Linked DNA regions of Mus musculus: regions 1, 2, 3, 4 and 5 are each linked to region 6. A link is a contact called in public Hi-C and HiChIP or PLAC-seq data. All regions are on one chromosome and are shown on one strand. The core of a region is the stretch at or near the end of the contact, and the rest is flanking DNA. Distances in the headings are between cores, read along the strand shown.

Region 1 (3,232 bases), core at 71-2,570, 270 kb before region 6:
TCTTTCTCTTGAGCCAGGGTGAAAGAGAAGGAGCGGTGTCTTGGTATTAGAATTGTAGGTCTGCTCCAGCATTGGCTTTCTGCTACTCCAAGGGCTTTCCTTACTCGGCTGTTCAACTTCCTTAACCTCCGTGGGTCTCGTTTTATCTTCCTGATTGAAGGGTCTTCTATCCAGATCCCATAATTTGGTGAAGGGGATCATGTATGCATGGTGATGTAAGATGTATGGGGTTTCTCTTCTTGGATGGCCTAGAATACTTCTTACGGTGGAGGGTAGGAGCCAGGGCACATTCTTGGGAGGTCAACAGGAGCCTCTTTAGTATGCTCTGCTTAGATCTCTGGGCTTATCGATGAACAAAATAGATTATAGACTACATCGGGCAGGAGTAGAGTGTTCACTTCATTTTGCCACTGACAATCCCCATACACAAGTCTTCCAATCTTCTGGACCTCGGTTTCCCCTTCTCTATGATAGTACAATGCCTATCTATGCCAGATACTTTTAGAACGGTGCCAGACATTGCAGAATGCCACAGAGAACGGTGGCTGCCATCACTGTTTGATTAGGCCCCAGTACCGCACTGAATCACATGTAACCAGAAACTCCCAGCTCAAGTAAGAGAAAGAACGCCCAGGTCTTTTGCTTGTTTTAGATCTACTGGTGACTCACGAAAGCACATGACAGTCCCTCGGTGCTGTTTAGAGAACATGGTGAAACTTTAGATGAAGTTTGGCTAAAGGCAGAGTGATTAACTGCTCTCACGCCGGTCCTTCCTTCTCTCCTGGAAAGCCACAGAAATTCAGCCAACGAGATTAAATTATCATTATGCGGCATTGATACCCAACACTGTGCCCATTAAGTGCATTCATTAGCTAGGGAAAGTTTAGCAAATCCCACTTGCTAGCTACTCGAGTCCTAACCCCTCCTTACTTTCCCATCAAAAGGCACCCCCAAGTTTCTATGCACTTATCAAAGACTTCCCAACTTTCTTCCCAAACTATTCCTTACTAGTCTGGAGTTTCTACCCATTGGAGAGACTGCCTTCCGAAGGATATAAATAGGGCCAATTTAGACATCTCTTTTGTCACGGCTCTACCGAGGACTGAAGGACAAAATAAAGAGATTCCTGAGACTTCTTTAAATGTTCCTTCAAGTCTTAGCTCTCTCCTATGTGAGAGCAAATGGATTTCAATTATACCAATCCTGTGAGCAGGAAACACAGAATTGAGGTCTTAAATTCGCCCCATTCACCGGTGATTCGGGTTTGTTTAGGCTGCCAATGAATCTCTGTGCTGGCAGTGTTAGGGCGCCTGGGAGCTTGGTTTGATTTCACATAGAGATGCTTCACCATTCAGGGCAGCATCCCAGGTGTGCAAGGCACAAAGGCCTTGATATCCCTGTGATTTCTCATTGAATTGGGAGTCAATCACACAGCTGTTGAAGTCCCTTCTGCACCACGTTGGCCCTGTTCTGCATGAATTCAGCACGGGGTAGAGCAAGCCCATGGTTGAGCTTCTGGCTGGTCGAGGTAGTCTCTGGAGAAACACCCCACTTACTCTTCTGCCTTGCTCTGGGGTGAAGGAGAAGGCGAAATTTCTCTATGAACTCTGTGGTTTGGCACAGAGGAAAGTGTTTTTGTTCCCTGGTGTGCCCTATCTGCTTCCATTTTCTTATTTCTCTGATGTTTTAGTCTGTATCAGAGCTAATCCTCACGTCAGGTAAGAACTGAGGATCTTCTAGAATATTCTTTCTGCTCAGTGAGCTAAAATATTAGTTTCTGTCACCTCTAGCTAGACTTGCAGCTCTTTGAGATGGGATCATGGGAGACTGCCTTTACCTTCCAAGGAAAATTGGGTAGACCACAGGATGGCTTGAAAGGTGTTGCTCTGCTTAGGACTGAGGCTGCCGAATTAGCTTTAACTATTAGCTTGACATAGACTAGGGTGATCTGAAAAAGGAATTCTCTAGATCAATTGGCCTCTGGGGGATTGTCTTAATTGCTCTTTGAGGGTTGAGGGCCCGCCCACCATCCCCAGACAGGTGGTCCTGGGCTGGATAAGGAATCTGTCTAAGCATGAGCCTGCGAGCAAGCCAGCAAGCTGTGTTCCATCACAGTTTCCGCTTCAAACTCCTGCTGGACTTCCTGCCTTGACCTCCCTTATTGGTGGATTGTGACTTCCAAGTGTAAGCTAAATAAATCCTTTTCTTGCCTAAGTTGCTTTCGGTCATAATGTTCATCTCAAGGAAAGGAAAGAAAGGAAACAAGAATGTGGTCAGATTGCATTGACACACAAAATTCTGTTGGAGTTTGGGAAGGCTTGAAGAAAAATCTAAGTCTGTCCTGAGGTAGGCATATAGAGTCCTGGGCAAATGGGAACTCCATTTTCCCTATAAGACATGGGCAGAGATGCCAGAAGGTGAGTTGTGCATCCTTCTGGCTAAAAATGTGGGGTGTGAACATGGCTTGGTCCCTTCCAAGATGTTCGGCTGGCAGGCTGCTGCTGCGTGTCTGACTGGCAGCTCAAAGCATTCTGGGGTTGGGTTGCGGGACCCACAGGGGCCTTAGGATCTGGCTAGTTGTCTGGAGGCCAGTGTGGCTGTAATTCAGTGTTAAGATTCTCTTTGGGCTAAGATGTGGGGTAGTATATCATACCAAGACCCCACACTCATACCTTTCCCACACACAGAGAGGGACTTGTAGAAATGATACTTTCTGCTTTAATGGGACAAAGACAGACTCCCAGATGAGCAGGACCGATGATACATTCTTTTCTCAAAGGGCCAAGAGACAATCATCTCTGTGTGAAACTGATGCTAACTGTGGTCCAGGCTAAGCCCAGGGCTTTTCCTTTGCTCTGACACTGAGCAGCAATCCATCCTTAGCTGAAAGTAGACTCACCCAGCAGCAAGGGAGAAAAGAAGAAAGGAGATTGGGTTTGTAGTCACAAGACCAAATAGAGGAACCCCAGGCTGTCCCTCCTACTCCAGGAGGAATTTCTCCTCTTAAACACTGCCAGCGGCTCTCAGATGCCAAGACAAAGCAGTGCACACAATCTCAACTGGTTTTGTACTGTATTTGATTGCTCTCTTCCTGTGCATTTCTGTTTGTGGAAGAGGAAACTAAAGGTCTGGAAAGAGAAGGCAGTGTGCCAAGAGGTAATGGGGACATGGCTTCAGAGGGTGGTCTCTGTCACCCAGCTCGGGGCATTTTGTGCACGGCTTCATTTGCTCC
Region 2 (3,295 bases), core at 673-3,172, 300 kb after region 6:
GTCTACATATCAAGTACCAGGACAACCAGGGCAACACACAGAGACCCTGTCTCAAAAAAAAAAAAAAAAAAAAAAAAAAGACAAAAATCAAAAGAATGACAACAGGATTCCTAACAAATACATGTATGGATGCATTCAAACGTGAATAGATGGTCGGGTTGATCCAATACATGCACAAATGCATGAATGGATGCACAGAAGGGCACATGCACACATTCCTGAATGGGTAGATGAATAGACAGATAAATGGCACTCATATGCACAGATACATCGATGGACGGTTAGAACTATTTAGAAATCTTTTGCTCTTGAATTGTCAAAACGGGCTAAAACTGGATTCCCCTGTAACTGCTGTTTGAAGTCACCGAGGTAGGGCCAGATTTAAAAAGCTCCAGCCAATTTATCCAATATCACAAATGAGTACAAATGACAAAGTTCCCCTAAAGTCCAGAGATCCAGATGGGTGTCTGCTTCTGGCCAAACACGCATGATATATTCTTCTTAATAAAGCCAGCCTCGTGTCCTCAAATTATCCAAGGAATACATTTGCCCACCCACAGCGGTGGGGGAAGCGATTACTTATTAATAAGGCAATAGCTAAATCTAATTATATCCCCATCAGAGGCAGCTGGTAATAAAACCCGGCTGGTCTTCCAGAGCTTGGTGACCTCGCTGACCTCAAATCAAAGTTTAAACCATCCTTCAGCTTCCCCTGCACCCCCAGCACACCTCCCAATTACGAGCACCCTGGTGCCTCTGTCTGCCAGGGGTCAGAGGTCGCCGCATGCACTAGCTGGCTGGGAGCGGGGATGGGACTTTAGAAATCTCATTATCCTGTTAACCATACATTTATCTGACAAGATAAAAGAGACTAGGTGACCAAGCTATCATTAAAGATTAATAGAAAGTATAAAAAATTCAGCTGCAACGAGCATCACTGTTTAGGGCTTGTGATCGGCCTGACAGGGTTATTAATCAGGGAGCCAAAAAGATTTAGGTCTTTGCTCTTGATATTTTTCTATTTTTATTTTCAGGGTTTTTTTTTTTCCCTCCCTTCTGTCTTAAGTCATTACCTTGTCTCCTACCACCTCAAACCGGAGGTCAGAGGAAGCTGCTGTTAATTGGTTCTTCTGTGTTTTTTTTTTTTTTTTTAAATCACAACCCACTGGGCCAATTATAAAATTGCCAGGACTCGGAAGGATGCTAGTGGACTGGGACAGGGATTCAAGCTGCCTCCCTGAGCTGCGCCCCCCTCCTCCAGTGCCAGGCCTGTTTGTTGGCAGGGAAAATCGATATGTTTTTAATTTAATTCAGTCCTGGAAGGCACACCCAAGCCCCAAGACGCCCTCTCCTCATTCGTGATTCCATTTCAATTTTACATGAAAAGATTTTCCAGCCCACGCCTACGGAGGCATCAGAGGGCAGGATCCTCCTCATCATCTTTTTTTTAAGGCATAGGGAATCTTTTTTATTCTTTCTGATACTATCTCTTAGCGCCCACCCACCCCTGCTGCCCTGCATCTCCCCCGCATCCTCCTCCTTTTTGATCATAAATCAATGTCTTTTTCCTGGGCTGCCCTGAGAGACGCCAGCGCCGATGAAAACTGAGCTGATTCTCCACTGCCACCCTAGGCCCAAGGCAAAGAGAAAGGGTGGGGAGAGAGGATGTCCAGAGCCCCCAAAGCTTCCCTGGGCTCACACAAGGCTCAGAAGTCTGTGCTGGGAGCCATGCTGGCCAAAGCTCTGCAGGGTTCTGGGATCAAGTGCCCAGAACTGAGCCCTGGGATGTTGGTGCAGTTTTCCAGAATTCTCCACTGCTGCCTAGTGACATCAGGAGATTCGACTAGGCTGGCTGAGCTACTGCCTAAGTTGGATAATGGGGACCCACCCCCTCGCTCTGTGACAGGCTGTTTGAAGATCAAATGGAATCCCTAAGAGCAGTAGTCTATTGTAATCGCTTCCTGCTGCATTTCCGTTTCCTCCCCCAAGCCGTTAAAGCTAATCTGATAGATCAATTAAGGGTAAAATGTGATTGGCTGACCTCTGGATAGCTGCCAGAGTTCAAGGACAACATTTTATTCCAGTGTAAGCGTTGTGCCCATCACCCACCAACATGTCCTCCCTCCAAAGCAATGATTCGCGTGCATCTTCCCAATAGGAGGAGCTGTTCTTGCCTCCAGGAGCACAGCTTATATACTAGGGGATAAACCAGGGAATGTTCTCATTAGGGTCAAAGGTCAGAGTTGAGCACATAAGGCTCAGGATCCAGTCCAGGAAGCCAAGGTATATGGAATAGAATGGGGAAAAAAAATAGGAAAAAAAAAAGCTCAGGATGGAAAGAGGAGTTCAGGCTAGGTCAGAAGTGGCTCAGGCTGTGCAGTGAGAGAAGTCCTTCAGACCTTGAAAAAGATTGTGTCTGCAGCTCCGAGGCTCAGGGCCAGACCTGATGGTTTCTGGGTCTGGCAGCTCTAGACACTGTAAATCAATCTGTCAGTCCAGAGCTGGTGAGCGTGGCGTGGAAAGAATGCTTCCTTCCTCTGGAAAACCACACAGGTGGGGAAGAGGGAAAGTAGGTTGTGGGAAAGACGTTGAGCAGGAGAGCAGCATGGGAAGAGCAGCACTGGGAAACGTCACATTTCTGGACACAAACTTCCAGTGACGTCATGCTGAAAACAGGGAAAGGAAGAGGGAGGGATGGACCTAGAAGCCCTAGGGAGGGTGGCCATGCACCTGTCCAGGGAGGACTCAGCCAAGGCCATGCTGGGACAGTGACACTAGAGGATAGCAGGCCTAGGGAGAGCTGGATGTGGCAGCAGATCCGCTGACTGAGTGACTCCATTTTACACCATCATCTCAGACAAAGATCTATCCCTGCCTCGAAGGAGATGGGGATGCACGGGGCTGGACAAGCAGGAGCTGGGGTGTCGGGGTGCCCAGTGTCAGGACACCACAGCTGCTTCTCACCTTTCTCCCCCACCTCCTCACACTGGCCCCAACTGAAAACATGTGGGATTTATTTTGGAAGTTCTATTGGCTAGTGACTTACTAAGGTGTGTCTCGGGGTCATAATTACAGATGAAGATGTTCCCTTAAGCATTAGGGCTCTTGTTGGAAGACTGAGCATCAGAAAACAGAAGCTGAGATAGACATGTGAGCAGACCTCACAGAGAGACAGCGTCATCAGCTACCTCCAATACCTGGAGGACTCTGGAGCCAAGAAAGGCATCCTGGGATGGAATGTGCATCCTGGGGGCTGTGGGTGCATGTGTATAGATTTTGTCTGTTTTTTGTGTTG
Region 3 (2,926 bases), core at 71-2,570, 430 kb before region 6:
AATGAAGGAGTGTTCCTCTTTCTCCACATCCTCACCAGCATCTGCTGTCACCTGAATTTTTGATCTTAGCCATTTTGACTGGTGTGAGATGGAATCTCAGTGTTGTTTTGATTTGCATTTCCCTGATGATTATGGATGTTGAACATTTTTTCAGGTGCTTCTCAGCTATTTGGTATTCCTCAGGTGAGAATTCTTTGTTTAGCTCTGAGCCCCATTTTTAATGGGGTTATTTGATTTTCTGGAGTCCACCTTCTTGAGTTCTTTATATATATTGGATATTAGTCCCCTATCTGATTTAGGATAGGTAAAGAAAGATCCTTTCCCAATCTGTTGGTGGCTTTTTTGTCTTATTGACGGTGTCTTTTGCCTTACAGAAGCTTTGCAATTTTATGAGGTCCCATTTGTCGATTCTCGATCTTACAGCACAATCCATTGCTGTTCTATTCAGGAATTTTTCCCCTATGCCCATATCTTCAAGGCTTTTCCCCACTTTCTCCTCTATAAGTTTCAGTGTCTCTGGTTTTATGTGGAGTTCCTTAATCTACTTAGATTTGACCTTAGTACAAGTAGATAGGAATGGATCAATTTGCATTCTTCTACATGATAACCGCCAGTTGTGCCAGCACCATTTGTTGAAAATGCTGTCTTTTTTCCACTGGATGGTTTTAGTTCCCTTGTCAAAGAACAAGTGACCACAGGTGTGTGGGTTCATTTCCAGGTCTTCAATTCTATTCCATTGGTCTACTTGTTTGTCGCTATACCAGTACCATGCAGTTTTTGTCACATTTGCTCTATAGTAAAGCTTTAGGTCAGGCATGGTGATTCCACCAGAGGTTCTTTTATCCTTGAAAAGAGTTTTTGTTATCCTAGGTTTTTTGTTATTCCAGATGAATTTGGAGATTGCCTTTTCCAATTCGTTGAAGAATTGAGTTGGAATTTTGATGGGGATTGCATTGAATCTGTAGATTGCTTTTGGCAAGATAGCCATTTTTACTATATTGATCCTGTCAATCCATGAGCATGGGAGATCTTTCCATCTTCTGAGATCTTCTTTAATTTCTTTCTTCAGAGACTTGAAGTTCTTATCATACAGATCTTTCACTTCCTTAGTTAGAGTCACGCCAAGGTATTTTATATTATTTGTGACTATTGAGAAGGGTGTGGGTGACACTTTTGGTCTGCCTCAGCTGCAGGAGCACTGTGGCTCTTAGCTGTCTAAGAAACTCTGTGCTGTGGCATCACCCCTGCTGATCTGAACATTGTACCTCCCTCTCTGACCCATGATTATGTTTGCCCTGGTGACAGCCATGGCCTTGTGTGAGCTCAGATGAAGTTCTGGGCAACCTTCAACCCCTGATCCCTTCCTCAGAACTGCTGCCAGCTCAGGGTACTTCTGCTAACAATCATTTCCACTGTCGTGCTGGCCTTGACATGAGCCAGGACTACTGTCCTCAAGGCTTAGAGTAACAGTACAATAAAACCATATACAAATGCAACAGCTCTCTTCCTCTCCCTCCCTCTCCCCCTCTTCCTCCCCCCTCCTCCCTCATCTTATGTAGTCCAGTCTGGTTTTGAACACTTCTGATCCTCCTGTGTCTATCAGCTTACTACCATAACCTGTTTCTGAAGGTGCTAGCAGGGCCTTGTATACACACCAGGCAAGCACTCCATCCACTGAGCTACATCCCAAGTAGAGGCGTTAGTTTCTCTCTATGACTGTCCGTACACCTCTCATTCTCAAGTCGGTGGCTCATCCTCTGAGCCAAGAAGGCGTGCTTCTCCTTTGCTTTGTCCATGGGACCTAGTACAGTGGTTTATCCCCAGCAGATGCTCTGCAAGTACTTTTGTTGTCTAAGTGAGGAACAGACCCCTCCCCTGCCACACACATACCAATCCCGACCCCTCCCCCAACACCAAGCCTTCCAGTGTCATTCCACAGGGCAACTCCAGCATCTGGGGACTCTGGTACATACATGCACCCCAAACCCCCATCTTGATTCATCCTGCAGACAGATGTCCCTTGGGAGTGATGGGGCAGTATAACTGAGTAAGAAAGGATGCTCACACTAAGAGATCTGACCAGGTTCCCAGCACCAGCACCAGTACACGGCTGTATGCAGTTCCCAGCCCTGTAAAAGGAGAAGAAAAATAGGTCATATGCACCAAACCCACACTATACCATGTGATCTGAGAAATCTCTCTGCAGTCTCATTTCAGTGAGCCAGAAATAGCCACTCTCGCATTACTGTGTGGGCACACATGCAGGTTCACATGTACCTATATGTGCATATGTGTATGTGTGTGTGCACGTGCACACACAAGCCTATGTGTGCTCATATGTAGGCATGTGTGTGGAGGTCTGAAGACAACCTTAAGTGTCGTTCTTCCCCAGGCACTGAGCCTGGGTCTCTTGGACCCAGAGTTTACCCTTTGAGCTAGGCCTCCACTTCCCCAGCTCTGGGATTACAGGAATATGCTACAGCACCTGGCTTTTTATGTGGGTTCTGGGGACCAAACTCAGGTTCTTATGCTCACACAGCAAGCGTTTTACAGAGCTGCTTCTCCAGCCTCATCGCTCTATTTTTTTTTTAAGATGGAAAAAATCTAAATCAGAATAGTTCATAAAGCCAGGTGTGGTAGCAGAGAATCGAGAGTTCAAAGCCAGCCTGAGCTTCATGTCAAGAGTCTATCTCCAAAAGTTAAACCAACCAAACAACAAGAAAACAAAATTAAAAATTAGAATAGTTTATTTGCTCTGAGTTAGGGAACAGACAGAGGCGAAACCTGAGCTCAGGCAGCCTGTTAGTCAGCAGATACCCATTCGCATAGGTATCTCATGAATAAACAGAGCACCTCAGGAAAAGGCGACAGCCCCACGCCTTGCATATAGTAAGCACCCAGTTAATGCTGCTTCCCTCTCCTGCTA
Region 4 (2,952 bases), core at 1-2,500, 270 kb after region 6:
GGCATCAAATCCTTTGGAACTGAGACTAGAGATGGGTATGAGCAGCTGGGGATAGAATCTGGGATCCTGGAAGAGCACTCAGCTCTCTTAACTGCAGAGCCACCTCTTCCAGCACCTGGTGGCCATTTTTTAAAAAGTGACCACAAAATAAATCCCCATCAGCAAGCAAGATTCACTTACATGCACCCACACGAGATGAGAGCCAGTTATTAATAAGATTAATTTATATGTACCCACATGAAATGAGAGCCAGCTATTAATAAGCTAACTTGTGTGCATCTTAATATTATTTCTGTGAAAAAAGCACATATGTTCTTAAATGCAGTCAATAAATAAATCAAGAAAGTACACAGATGCATCCACTGAGGACTTCCCTGGGAAGGAACTGGTGCCGCAAAGTGGGGGGACACCACAAGAACTTTAATCTCATGCTTTCTTCACGCTATCTTATCTTTTTATGAGTGTGATTTAGTTTTGGAATTAAAAGTTTCAAAAACAAAATCAGCTCATCCCACTCCTTTGTTCCGAGCCATTCTCTGAGTCATCTCTGCTCACGAGAGCATGGTTCTTAGTTTGGCAGGCAGAGCGCTCCGTGCTCCACTTTAGTTCAGCAGCCTGCTCAGTCTCTATGGGGGCACTGTTTCCACGGGGGTCTCCTGGTTCATTCTCACAGCCTCCTGTGAAGTGAGCCCAGAGGCCTACCTGCCGCTGCAGCCCTAGTGCCAGACGCAGAGTCTGGCCCGTGGTGAGTGCCCCAGCATCAATAGCAGAGTTACCAGAACACCTCACATCACTTTCTATTGCCAACCTCAGATTCTGAGTAATCTCACCTTTCGGATCCACCCTGTGAGGGCACAACCATCAAATGAGGAAGTGGGAAGAGAGAACGAGATGCAAGGATGATAGAGACAACAGCCCTACCCTTGTGGCTGTGGAAGCTGAAGGTCTTAATTATGGGAAATAGAGCTTCCTAACCAGGCCACGTCTCCTGGGCATCTGCCGAGCACGACATGGCTAGAGAGGGTCACACCAGGATGACCTGGGGCCTGTGTGGCCAGGCTTTCCTGTTTGCTCTGACATTCTCCCTTGTCCTGCATTTCTAAAGACCCCCTGTGAGGCCTCTAGCCACTAAGATCTCTGGATATTAGCCACAGGCTTCTCTTCTTTCCTCCTTAAATACAATTCCAGAATCTTCTTTGTCCCTATTCCAAATTCTATTGCCAAATCTAGAATCTGGGAGAACAGCACTCAATCCAAGGGCATCTTTGCTTAAACAGAGTGACTTTCCCATGGCAGTGAGCAGAAATTTCTGCGTGTCTGTCCATTCTCTTGTTTTCTCCATGGATACAAGGTGTAACTGACTAACTGACCACAGCAGCTCACAGTGCTAACCACTGAGCAACAGCATTTGATGAGCTGAGTTGTGTGGCTAGCTTGCTACCACCAGGCCCCAAGTCCTGAGCCCCAAAGGAAAGGGAAAAGGTAAATGCTTTCCATATACATCCTCCCTCAGTTGAAAGGCTGAGAGCGCCCAGACCACAATTGGAGTGATGGCCTTAGCCCAATACAGACAGAAGATCCCCAGCTAGGGCCTATGTCTTGAGCTGCACTGGCTGACTGCTGCTTCTAGGCGACTCTTCTCACTACTTCAGACCATACTCCTGGGAATACTAAGGAAGAAGGATTGTGGGAATGTCACAGAGATGTACAGACAGAGGCGGGAGTAAGGTTTCAAGACCTAATAATTTATGGACATAGAAATCTAGATGCTCGGGAGGAAGACATTTAATAAATCCATCCCCGTCAATACTATACAAGACCGGATTAGAAGCTGTCCCTCCAGAGAAGTATGGGGCAGGGACCACCTGGGGGCTTGATTGCTAGGGATCAAATGAAGAAAGTCTCAGGCACGAGGCACACCAGGGCCAGGTGGGGAGCCTGGGAAAATGACCAAGAACGGGACATCAGGACTAGAACATGTTAGTAACAGGAAACAACTCGGTCTTTTCAGATAACACTGCGACAGACAGAAGAACACAGCGGAAGTTAACAAGTGCCTCTTCCAGCACAGTATCTCCCTCTGAAGCTTCCCACCCCTTCAGAGGACAACTGTGCAGAAGCCCACAGTGGGCCTCTGTAACAGCCAGTCCCAGTGCCTAGGTAAACCAAGCACCAGGCTGAGCATGCCTGGGCACCTTCTTGTCATGTCTTATTTACCATGAGCAGTGAAACAAGGGCTCTTGCCATTCCTACCTGTTGGGTGTGAAACAGAACCCACAATGTTGAACGACTTACCCAAGGTCACACGGCCAGCCAGAGAGGAGGTGCTAACTCAGATGCATTCAGGTGTGTTGGAGAGACACGCTCCCCACGTGATCATGTCTGAAAGGTGAAAGGCCCTGGTAGGAATCAAGAAGATGACAGTATAAACGTGCAGATTGGCAGCCTAGACAGGCTTGAGGGACATCTAACCCAGCAAGGTCATGAATGTTAGCATTGTAAGGTCAAGACAGAGCATGGTTGCTTATATTCTCACATCAGCTCTTTTGAAAAGGGACTAAAAAGTTCAGAAAGGTATGGGTTGAGGTAGGGGATTCGTTGCCAGTGATTCTCAGGCCCGTTCCACATTAGGCTATATAGTTGTCACTTTGGGGGTTAGAGACAAAAGTGGCACGTAATCAGAGGCTGTGGAAGATGCTGAGGACTCCAGAGGTTGGCATGGAGGCAGGTGGACTCTCCATTTGCAGAGGAGATGAGCTCTGCCTCTAATGCATCTTTGCAACATCAATGCATCCCTGAAAGTGTTCCAACTCAATCCAGGATGTTCCCTCTGGCTCCCTGAAGTCATGCCTGCTGTCCCCACATTGAAACACGTAGCTTACATAGACAGCGCCGTTACCTCCCACCTCTGAACACAGTTGGAACCGCTCACAAAAGACTTGCCAAAGACAT
Region 5 (3,160 bases), core at 385-2,884, 330 kb after region 6:
GTCAGCTGACAGCGTGCCTCTCTAATTCATTCTGCCCTGCAGCAGGTGAGCATCCAGTGTGCTGCGCCTTCCTTAAGTTCCCAGTGTCAGGGGCTGAGTCTTACAAGCATCAGTTTCCCATGGAGCATGAAGCCTAGGGGCTGGCAGGATGGCTTAATGGGTGAAGGCACTTGCTGCCAAGTCTGATGACCTGGGTTCAATCCCCAGGATGTACACGGTGGAGAGGACCAACTCTTAAAAGTTGTCCTCTGACCTGCAAACACTCGCCATGGCTAGTGCATTACCCACCTCCCACCCCGCTCCCAACCCCACTGCCACAGACAATGTTTTGTTGCTGTTGTTGTTGTTTTTAGAAGCCTGCTTCTGCTGTTGCTGGCATGTGTGTTTCCAGTTTCAGCCCACTTTAAAGAAATGTCACAGGACAGAGTACTGCACCCTAGTCACACACCCACACGCACCACTGATTAGGCATCAAGGGAAGGGCAAGGGCAGTGAGCATGAAAAGTCTAATCCTGCACCTGCACCTCGGTTCCAGAGCAGCAAGTGCTAAGGGACAAAATTTCCTACCACAATTCTGTGAGCCTAGGGTTTGAATTCACACTAGACCCGGGACAAGGCAAGCCATCCAGGTTGGTGGCGCCCCCTCGTGGTTTGTAGAAGCAACTACAAGTGCTATCTACAAGTAAGGTATCTCGAAATGTCCCCTAGAAGGGGGAAAAATGCCACCAGTTGAAAGCCACTGATTGAGATCCTCAAATCTTTGCATATAACAATGATGCGGCCCAAATATATAACACATATGAATTAAATGAATAGAAACAAAGGTGGAATAGAAAAAAATAGCAAAAGTATAAGACACTATCAAAAGTTATAGCCAGAAGCTTGGTTAAGATCAAGGTTTCTGGAAATGAAAAATATACGCAGTGAACATGGATAAAGAAGAAATTAATGAGTTAGAAGGCAACTTTGAAGAAATCACATCAAGTGCATCAAGAAGGCAAAAGCTAGGGCCTGGGGAGATGGCTCAGTGGTTAGGAACACTGACTGTTCTTCCAGAGGTCCTGAGTTCAATTCCCAGCAACCACACGGTGGCTCACAAACATCCGTGAAGTGATCAGATGCCCTCTTCTGGTGTGTCTGAAGACAGCTACCGTGTACTTATATACATAAAATAAATAAATAAATAATTCTTTTTTTTTTAAAGAAAGCAAAAACTAAACATAAAAATGTACCAGAGAGGCTAAAAGTTAGGGCTCTGTGGTCGTCTGTGTCTAAAATGACCAACTTGGGGGAAGGGCTCAAGGAGAATAAATGGGATGGGAAGGGGTGGTGTTTAAAAGGATAATGCCAGAGAGACACGCTTGGGTTCTCACAGCAGTGAGTATGATGGGTGCCAGGTGGTGTGGAGGTGCCGCTTTCTGTGAGTTGGATGTAGAAAAGAAGGGCTGAGAACTGAGAGTGAGTGCCCATCTAACCCACAGGTCCCTTTAAGGGCTGCCCTGTATGGCACCAGGGACCACAGAGTCCCAAAAGGCACTTCATCGTGGGAACAACTGACTGGAGCGTGGCTTTGGAGGGCAGGCTCTTCCAAAGCTGAGGCGAGAGACCTTGATATGAGGCCTGTGTTCTACAGAGCAGCCAGGTGGGCTCTCTGGGGGTAGATTCAGGAAGACGGGGGTTGAGGAGGGGGCAAGGCAGTGTTCCACACAGGGAGAAGGATGAAAAAGAAATACATGGGCAACCCTGAACACTGTGCACCATGATGAGGGACATTTAAGGGAGCTGTCTCAGCCTGATGAGTGGCCAGAGAGGCCATTCTAGAAAGGTCCCTTGAGCAATACGTTGGGGTGCTTGGACTTGAAACGGTGCTAGCCTTTGACAAACTACAACCTGCAGGCCACAGCTGGTTTACTGCTGTTTTTGTAAATAAAGCTTTATTGGAACACAGCCCTGCTCATCCACCCAGCTCATTCACAGATCCCTGAGGTGTCTCCGAGTTGTAAGAACGATACACGGCTGGGAAAATGAATTTTGAACTCAACCCAAGTGAGAAGCTTCAGGGGGCACAACCACCAGAGACGGATTCAAAGCCGGATGTATGATGAATCAGAAGTGCAGCAGACAGCACACAGCACACAGCTGGGTCGCATTGCACAACTTCACTGAAGCTTCAGCGAGCGTGGAACACACTCACCTTACATTGCCTATGTGGCTCACCACGCAGCACTAAGGAGACGTTGCAGCTCAGCTTTGGGGCCAGTGTGTTCTGTGAACCGCCGTGTTTCTACTGTGTGTACGTTTTCTGCTTCTCCAGAAGTGCAGTCGTTTAATGACAGAGGATAAAGACTTTTAATATTTTCCCACCACCAGCGCTTAGCATGTAAGTCTCAGATTCGTGTGTCTTCGGATTGGATTATGTTCGAATGTTTGATTTTTCAAATTGCTCTTTGAGTTGCTGACTTCAGTTACACTTTTAAGAAAACGGTTAAGTAAATTTCCACTTAGGCAAGGACAGAACTTCCAGGTTTCTGAAAGAGCCCCGAGCATGTTTCTTCTGTTTTGTGACTCTGGAGTTCTACAAAGTGGCCTCCTTATTGGTGATTACAAAATCAAAATATTGATCAGCTCTGAAAAACAGTGAAGACAGTCTACATCTTGCATACCAAATATCCATCCAAGCTCTGGCTGTTTATAAGAATGAACAAGTATGTCCTCTCACTAGGAGGCTTTCCCCCTCTTTAATAAACAATCAACTTAACTTTGCAGAATTGTTTTTAAAGCAATCTCTTCATTGACATATTATCAGTAAACATTTAATTTTTATACCTATGTTATAGACCAGTGGAGGGTCTACATTGCTTGGTTAGGAAAAGGGGTTCAAAGCAGAAAATAATTTAAGAAGATCTAGTTGTAACCTGATGTTGATGGTCTTTTTGTCTCACTGTGAAGAAATTAAAACAGTTTCCAGAGAAGCTACATGTCCCATGAAGCCTGTGACATGTGTCCTCCAACCGGACTATGAAGTCCTGGGCAGAGACAGAGTGCCAATGAAGTCTCTCAGCCAGCACCCAAGGAAAAAGAAAAAGGCTGTGAGAAGACGTGAAAAGGAGTGGGCCTGCCTGGCCAGGACAAGTGTCTGGTGCATCTTGTCTGTGGAGGT
Region 6 (2,986 bases), core at 77-2,576:
GGGGCCGGGGCGGAAGCCAGCGTCCCCCTCCAACGCAGGCCGCCCGGGCCACTCGAGCGCAATTACCCTTGGCTCTCTACGGCGCCCCCACCCACCCAGCCCCTTTGTGTGAGCGCACACACGCGCGCGCACCATAAAGGTAGCAACAAGCAAAATGGAGGTGCTAGATAAACTGCCTCGTTTACCCTGCCATGATAGATGCTTAAATAAGCCTAGTTGCAATTACTCACCGGATGTCTGCCTTGCGGATACATGGCAGGGAGGGGTCGCGATTCCGAGAGCTTGGAAGCGCTGAGAGCCCGAGCCGGGGACGTGCGGGGGAGGGGGGAGGCGAGCCCGAGCGGGGGGCGGCCGGGGAACCGAGAGCTCGCCCCCGGCCCCCCCAGCCCGCTCTCGCAGCGAAATCCCAGAGTCGGGCGTGCGCCCCAAGTGCAGACAAAGAGCGGCGGAGCGAGCGGCAAAGTCGTCGGCGGGCTCGCGCTTTGTGCGCCTAGGGCTCGGCCGGCTGCGGCCGGCCGCCTTCCCCCGGCTGCGTGAACAGTGTCAGAAGCCGGGTCTGCGTGGACATCATCGGCTCCCTGGCGGCTCCAGTGCGGAATCCCGAGGCCGGGGGTTTGCGGGAAGGGGGATTCTCCTGTCCCCTCACGGGTCAATCAGGACGATGAGGCTGGAGGGGGGCGCGTCTGGGCAGCCCGGAGCATCCGGGGCGCGCGGGTCAGATCCCAGAGGCGGTCGGGCCCGGAGCTCGCGGCGAGAAGAGAAAGGAAGCAGGCCACCGAGGTGACGGCTTGAGGACCGTGGGTGAGGGCTAGAGCCCAGCGAGGACGCTTCGACGCCCCCCCACCCCCCTCGGAGAGGAGAGCCTGCTGTTCCGTCTGCTCCTGCCGCCGCCGCCAGCCCTTCCCAGGGTCGAGGAGGAACTCCGGGCTCAGTCGGTGCAAATAATGAGCCGTGGCATCCTAACTCCAGCCGGCATAGGAAGCCTCGGCGAAGGGGTCCTCTGCTTTCAAGTGGATCGGCCGCGTCTCTGGCGAGGAGCGGTCTGCGTCCTGCCGCCTAGGAGCGCGCAGGCTGGAGAGCACCGGAGGGGGAGACGTAGCCCGAGCCCGGGAGCTCTGCGGCTTCTTTCCTTCCTCCCAGCCTGGCTCTCCTCTCCGCGCCCCGACAAACCCCCAAAACACACAAGCACACGCACTCAACACACACACGTACACGCACTCAAAAAAAAAAAAAAGTGCCTCGGACCTGCGGATACCACACACAGACAGGCGAAGGGGGCCGAGCACGAGGTCTGAACTGCCGCGAGAGCAGTTCCAAATAGGGACTGAAAAGTAACAAAATAATGTGGCGGCTTCGCCTAGCGTTGGCCAATGGGAGTGCGAGGCTCCCACGTGGGGCCACGGGACTCGGACTGCGACTGGGCGCCGCCAGGCGCGACGTCACAATGCCCTCTTGTGTCTAAAACTATGCATGAAAAGTAGCAATCAGGCCCTACCCGCTGGTGACTTTCGCTTGGGAGTGAAAAACAGCGCTCCTCACATCAGGAATTAACCGAAAGACATATAATAAATAGATATATATTATAGTCCTGGGCTGCTAGGTTTTTTTTCTTCTTTTTTTCCCACGATCTACTAGCAAATAATTATTTGGCGGGAGGGGAGAAGGAGAAAACGAGTAACAACAAAAGGGGGGGAAAAAAGGACAAGCTGTACAATCCTTAAAACCTGTGGCTGGTAGTAATGGATCAGTTGATTCTGCAGAGGCGGCGAACGATTGCCCCCCTCTAATCTCATTAGGGTTGCAAAGCAGCCCAATTAGATACTATAAAACAAACAGAATCACTTTGTCAGTTTAATGTTTTCACTTCAAAAGATTTAGGACCGATAAAATGCTGGCACCCAAAGTTACCTCCGACCTCTAAGACTGTTCTCCAAACTGAGTTTCTCTTTCTTTTATCCGTTTCTGCCCCCTCTCCCACCCTTGGGCGCCCCGCTTTTCTCCTTTGTTCATTCGCCCTTCTTTTCAGAAAGCCAAATAAACAGCGCCTCTGATGCAAGGCGGCTGCCGGCGAGGGGGAAGTCTGAGAACTCTGGCTTGGCGGGCCGCGCAGATGGAAGGGCCTGGCAGTCTGCGGACAACAGGCTCAGTAGTGCGGCTAGCCCCATTTGGGGCTCTTGCCCTTTGGGGACAGCTACGTCCTGGCCGCAGCCTTGCCAAGGCGGGTTCCTCAGCAGTGCTCCGGGCCCGAGATGGTGAAGAAGGGAAAGCACGGAGTTGGGGCCCTCCTGGCTACGACCCAGAGTTCCGACCCCGTTTCTTGGCCTGATGGCCTGCCTGGGCACATGCATCGGCAGCCACCCGTGGAAGAGCGACTGCGAGCCTGGAGCGTCCCTGGTCACCAGCATAGACACCCAAGGAGGCGTAGATATTCGACTCTGGGGCCCATCTGCTCGCAGACAAGGGTCACGTCAGGGCACACTGCCCACCCTAGGTCCGCCGGCCTCGGAGAACCAACGCCGAGTGGGCCGCCCAGGTGTCCTCGGGTCCCTCCCGGCTTTCCCACCAAGCTTGCACGCAAGCACACGCTCCTGGCCCGTTGCGGGCGCGCGCGAGCCGGCCGCGCGCCCCCGGAATCTATATTTTCCCCTCATTAGGAGCCTGAGTTTCGCGTTTGCATCTTAATGAGTAGCTGGGAGCGCGCGGGGACCTCCACGTGAGCGGCCGCCCCGAGATGGAGCCTCTCAGCGCCCGCTCCGGCCTCGACCACGCTCCCCTCTTCATTTATTTATTCTCCTAAATAAAAACATAAATCGTGTACGATGCGCACCGAAAAGGGGGAGGGGGCAGGGAGAAGCCTAGCTCGACAGATGCGAGCATCTGGCCAAAGCATCCATTAGTCTCAAAATGGCTCCTCTTTGGAGCTTCCCTCTCCCCTCCCCCTTCTCTGCCCTCCCCCTTACGTCACGGGTGGGCGCACCCGCTTCCT

Evidence for each region. Hi-C and Micro-C count contacts between places; a contact is called where the count stands out from the background. HiChIP or PLAC-seq counts read pairs in DNA pulled down with a chosen protein or histone mark.
Region 1: a contact with region 6 is called in an H3K27ac HiChIP or PLAC-seq map of SST interneurons, with 6 times the contacts expected there. The contact joins the enhancer-like site here to the promoter of Tle3 in region 6. A contact is called at or near these places in 12 of 39 promoter capture datasets (the 3T3-L1 cell line, the C10 cell line, cranial neural crest and 7 more), 9 of 484 Hi-C or Micro-C datasets (the C2C12 cell line, cerebral cortex, cortical neurons and 3 more), 22 of 115 datasets of contacts at active chromatin or transcription factors (the 230-238 cell line, SST interneurons, T-cell acute lymphoblastic leukemia and 16 more) and 3 of 9 other capture datasets (adipose tissue, liver and pancreatic islet).
Region 2: a Hi-C map of the N1E-115 cell line shows a contact between it and region 6, with 7 times the contacts expected there. The contact joins the enhancer-like site here to the promoter of Tle3 in region 6. A contact is called at or near these places in 12 of 39 promoter capture datasets (the 3T3-L1 cell line, the C10 cell line, the HPC-7 cell line and 9 more), 3 of 15 datasets of contacts at CTCF or cohesin (CD8 T cells, large pre-B cells and pro-B cells), 40 of 484 Hi-C or Micro-C datasets (B cells, the C2C12 cell line, CD8 T cells and 25 more), 40 of 115 datasets of contacts at active chromatin or transcription factors (the 230-238 cell line, CD8 T cells, DN3 thymocytes and 29 more) and 3 of 9 other capture datasets (adipose tissue, embryonic stem cells and liver).
Region 3: a contact with region 6 is called in an H3K4me3 HiChIP or PLAC-seq map of intestinal villus epithelium, with 19 times the contacts expected there. The contact joins the enhancer-like site here to the promoter of Tle3 in region 6. A contact is called at or near these places in 8 of 39 promoter capture datasets (the C10 cell line, cranial neural crest, frontonasal cranial neural crest and 3 more), 1 of 484 Hi-C or Micro-C datasets (bone marrow-derived macrophages), 25 of 115 datasets of contacts at active chromatin or transcription factors (the 230-238 cell line, acute myeloid leukemia, astrocytes and 20 more) and 1 of 9 other capture datasets (embryonic stem cells).
Region 4: a contact with region 6 is called in an H3K4me3 HiChIP or PLAC-seq map of neural progenitor cells, with 11 times the contacts expected there. The contact joins the promoter of 4933433G08Rik here to the promoter of Tle3 in region 6. A contact is called at or near these places in 11 of 39 promoter capture datasets (3T3-L1-derived adipocytes, cranial neural crest, embryonic stem cells and 7 more), 9 of 484 Hi-C or Micro-C datasets (the N1E-115 cell line, brown adipocytes, cortical neurons and 6 more), 24 of 115 datasets of contacts at active chromatin or transcription factors (the 230-238 cell line, T-cell acute lymphoblastic leukemia, astrocytes and 13 more) and 2 of 9 other capture datasets (adipose tissue and pancreatic islet).
Region 5: an H3K27ac HiChIP or PLAC-seq map of acute myeloid leukemia shows a contact between it and region 6, with 4 times the contacts expected there. The contact joins the enhancer-like site here to the promoter of Tle3 in region 6. A contact is called at or near these places in 29 of 39 promoter capture datasets (the 3T3-L1 cell line, 3T3-L1-derived adipocytes, the C10 cell line and 18 more), 7 of 15 datasets of contacts at CTCF or cohesin (CD8 T cells, the NIH/3T3 cell line, embryonic stem cells and 3 more), 113 of 484 Hi-C or Micro-C datasets (the 63-12 cell line, the AML12 cell line, B cells and 59 more), 61 of 115 datasets of contacts at active chromatin or transcription factors (the 230-238 cell line, CD8 T cells, DN3 thymocytes and 41 more) and 4 of 9 other capture datasets (adipose tissue, embryonic stem cells, liver and 1 more).

What each region holds. Positions count from the first base shown.
Region 1 is chr9:61,636,514-61,639,745 of GRCm38.p6, reverse strand. No RefSeq gene overlaps it. Among named protein-coding and RNA genes, the nearest start is that of Gm34770, 23 kb to the left of the region's middle. Within about 2 kb of position 1,320, at least 17 of the 459 cell types and tissues checked have an H3K27ac peak or open chromatin away from gene starts, as enhancers often do. A contact at or near this core is called in the C2C12 cell line and SST interneurons, where this site is marked.
Region 2 is chr9:61,068,473-61,071,767 of GRCm38.p6, reverse strand. No RefSeq gene overlaps it. Among named protein-coding and RNA genes, the nearest start is that of Gm34004, 12 kb to the left of the region's middle. Within about 2 kb of position 1,922, at least 12 of the 459 cell types and tissues checked have an H3K27ac peak or open chromatin away from gene starts, as enhancers often do. A contact at or near this core is called in the N1E-115 cell line, where this site is marked.
Region 3 is chr9:61,798,140-61,801,065 of GRCm38.p6, reverse strand. All of the region lies in intron 3 of Gm34828 (a long non-coding RNA gene), which reads left to right. Among named protein-coding and RNA genes, the nearest start is that of Gm34828, 23 kb to the left of the region's middle. Within about 2 kb of position 1,320, at least 4 of the 459 cell types and tissues checked have an H3K27ac peak or open chromatin away from gene starts, as enhancers often do. A contact at or near this core is called in intestinal villus epithelium, where this site is marked.
Region 4 is chr9:61,103,684-61,106,635 of GRCm38.p6, reverse strand. It overlaps 4933433G08Rik (RIKEN cDNA 4933433G08 gene), which reads left to right and starts at 1,250. Exons shown (of 2, transcript NR_105026.1): 1 at 1,250-1,482; 2 at 2,012-2,952. All of the region lies in intron 2 of Gm34004 (a long non-coding RNA gene), which reads right to left.
Region 5 is chr9:61,044,170-61,047,329 of GRCm38.p6, reverse strand. The region is part of intron 1 of Gm33699 (a long non-coding RNA gene); the gene reads right to left. Among named protein-coding and RNA genes, the nearest start is that of Gm46116, 11 kb to the left of the region's middle. Within about 2 kb of position 1,634, at least 18 of the 459 cell types and tissues checked have an H3K27ac peak or open chromatin away from gene starts, as enhancers often do. A contact at or near this core is called in the 230-238 cell line, the P5424 cell line, T-cell acute lymphoblastic leukemia and 4 more, where this site is marked.
Region 6 is chr9:61,370,706-61,373,691 of GRCm38.p6, reverse strand. It overlaps Tle3 (transducin-like enhancer of split 3), which reads right to left and starts at 1,326. Exons shown (of 20, transcript NM_009389.2): 1 at 231-1,326. The coding sequence starts at 254.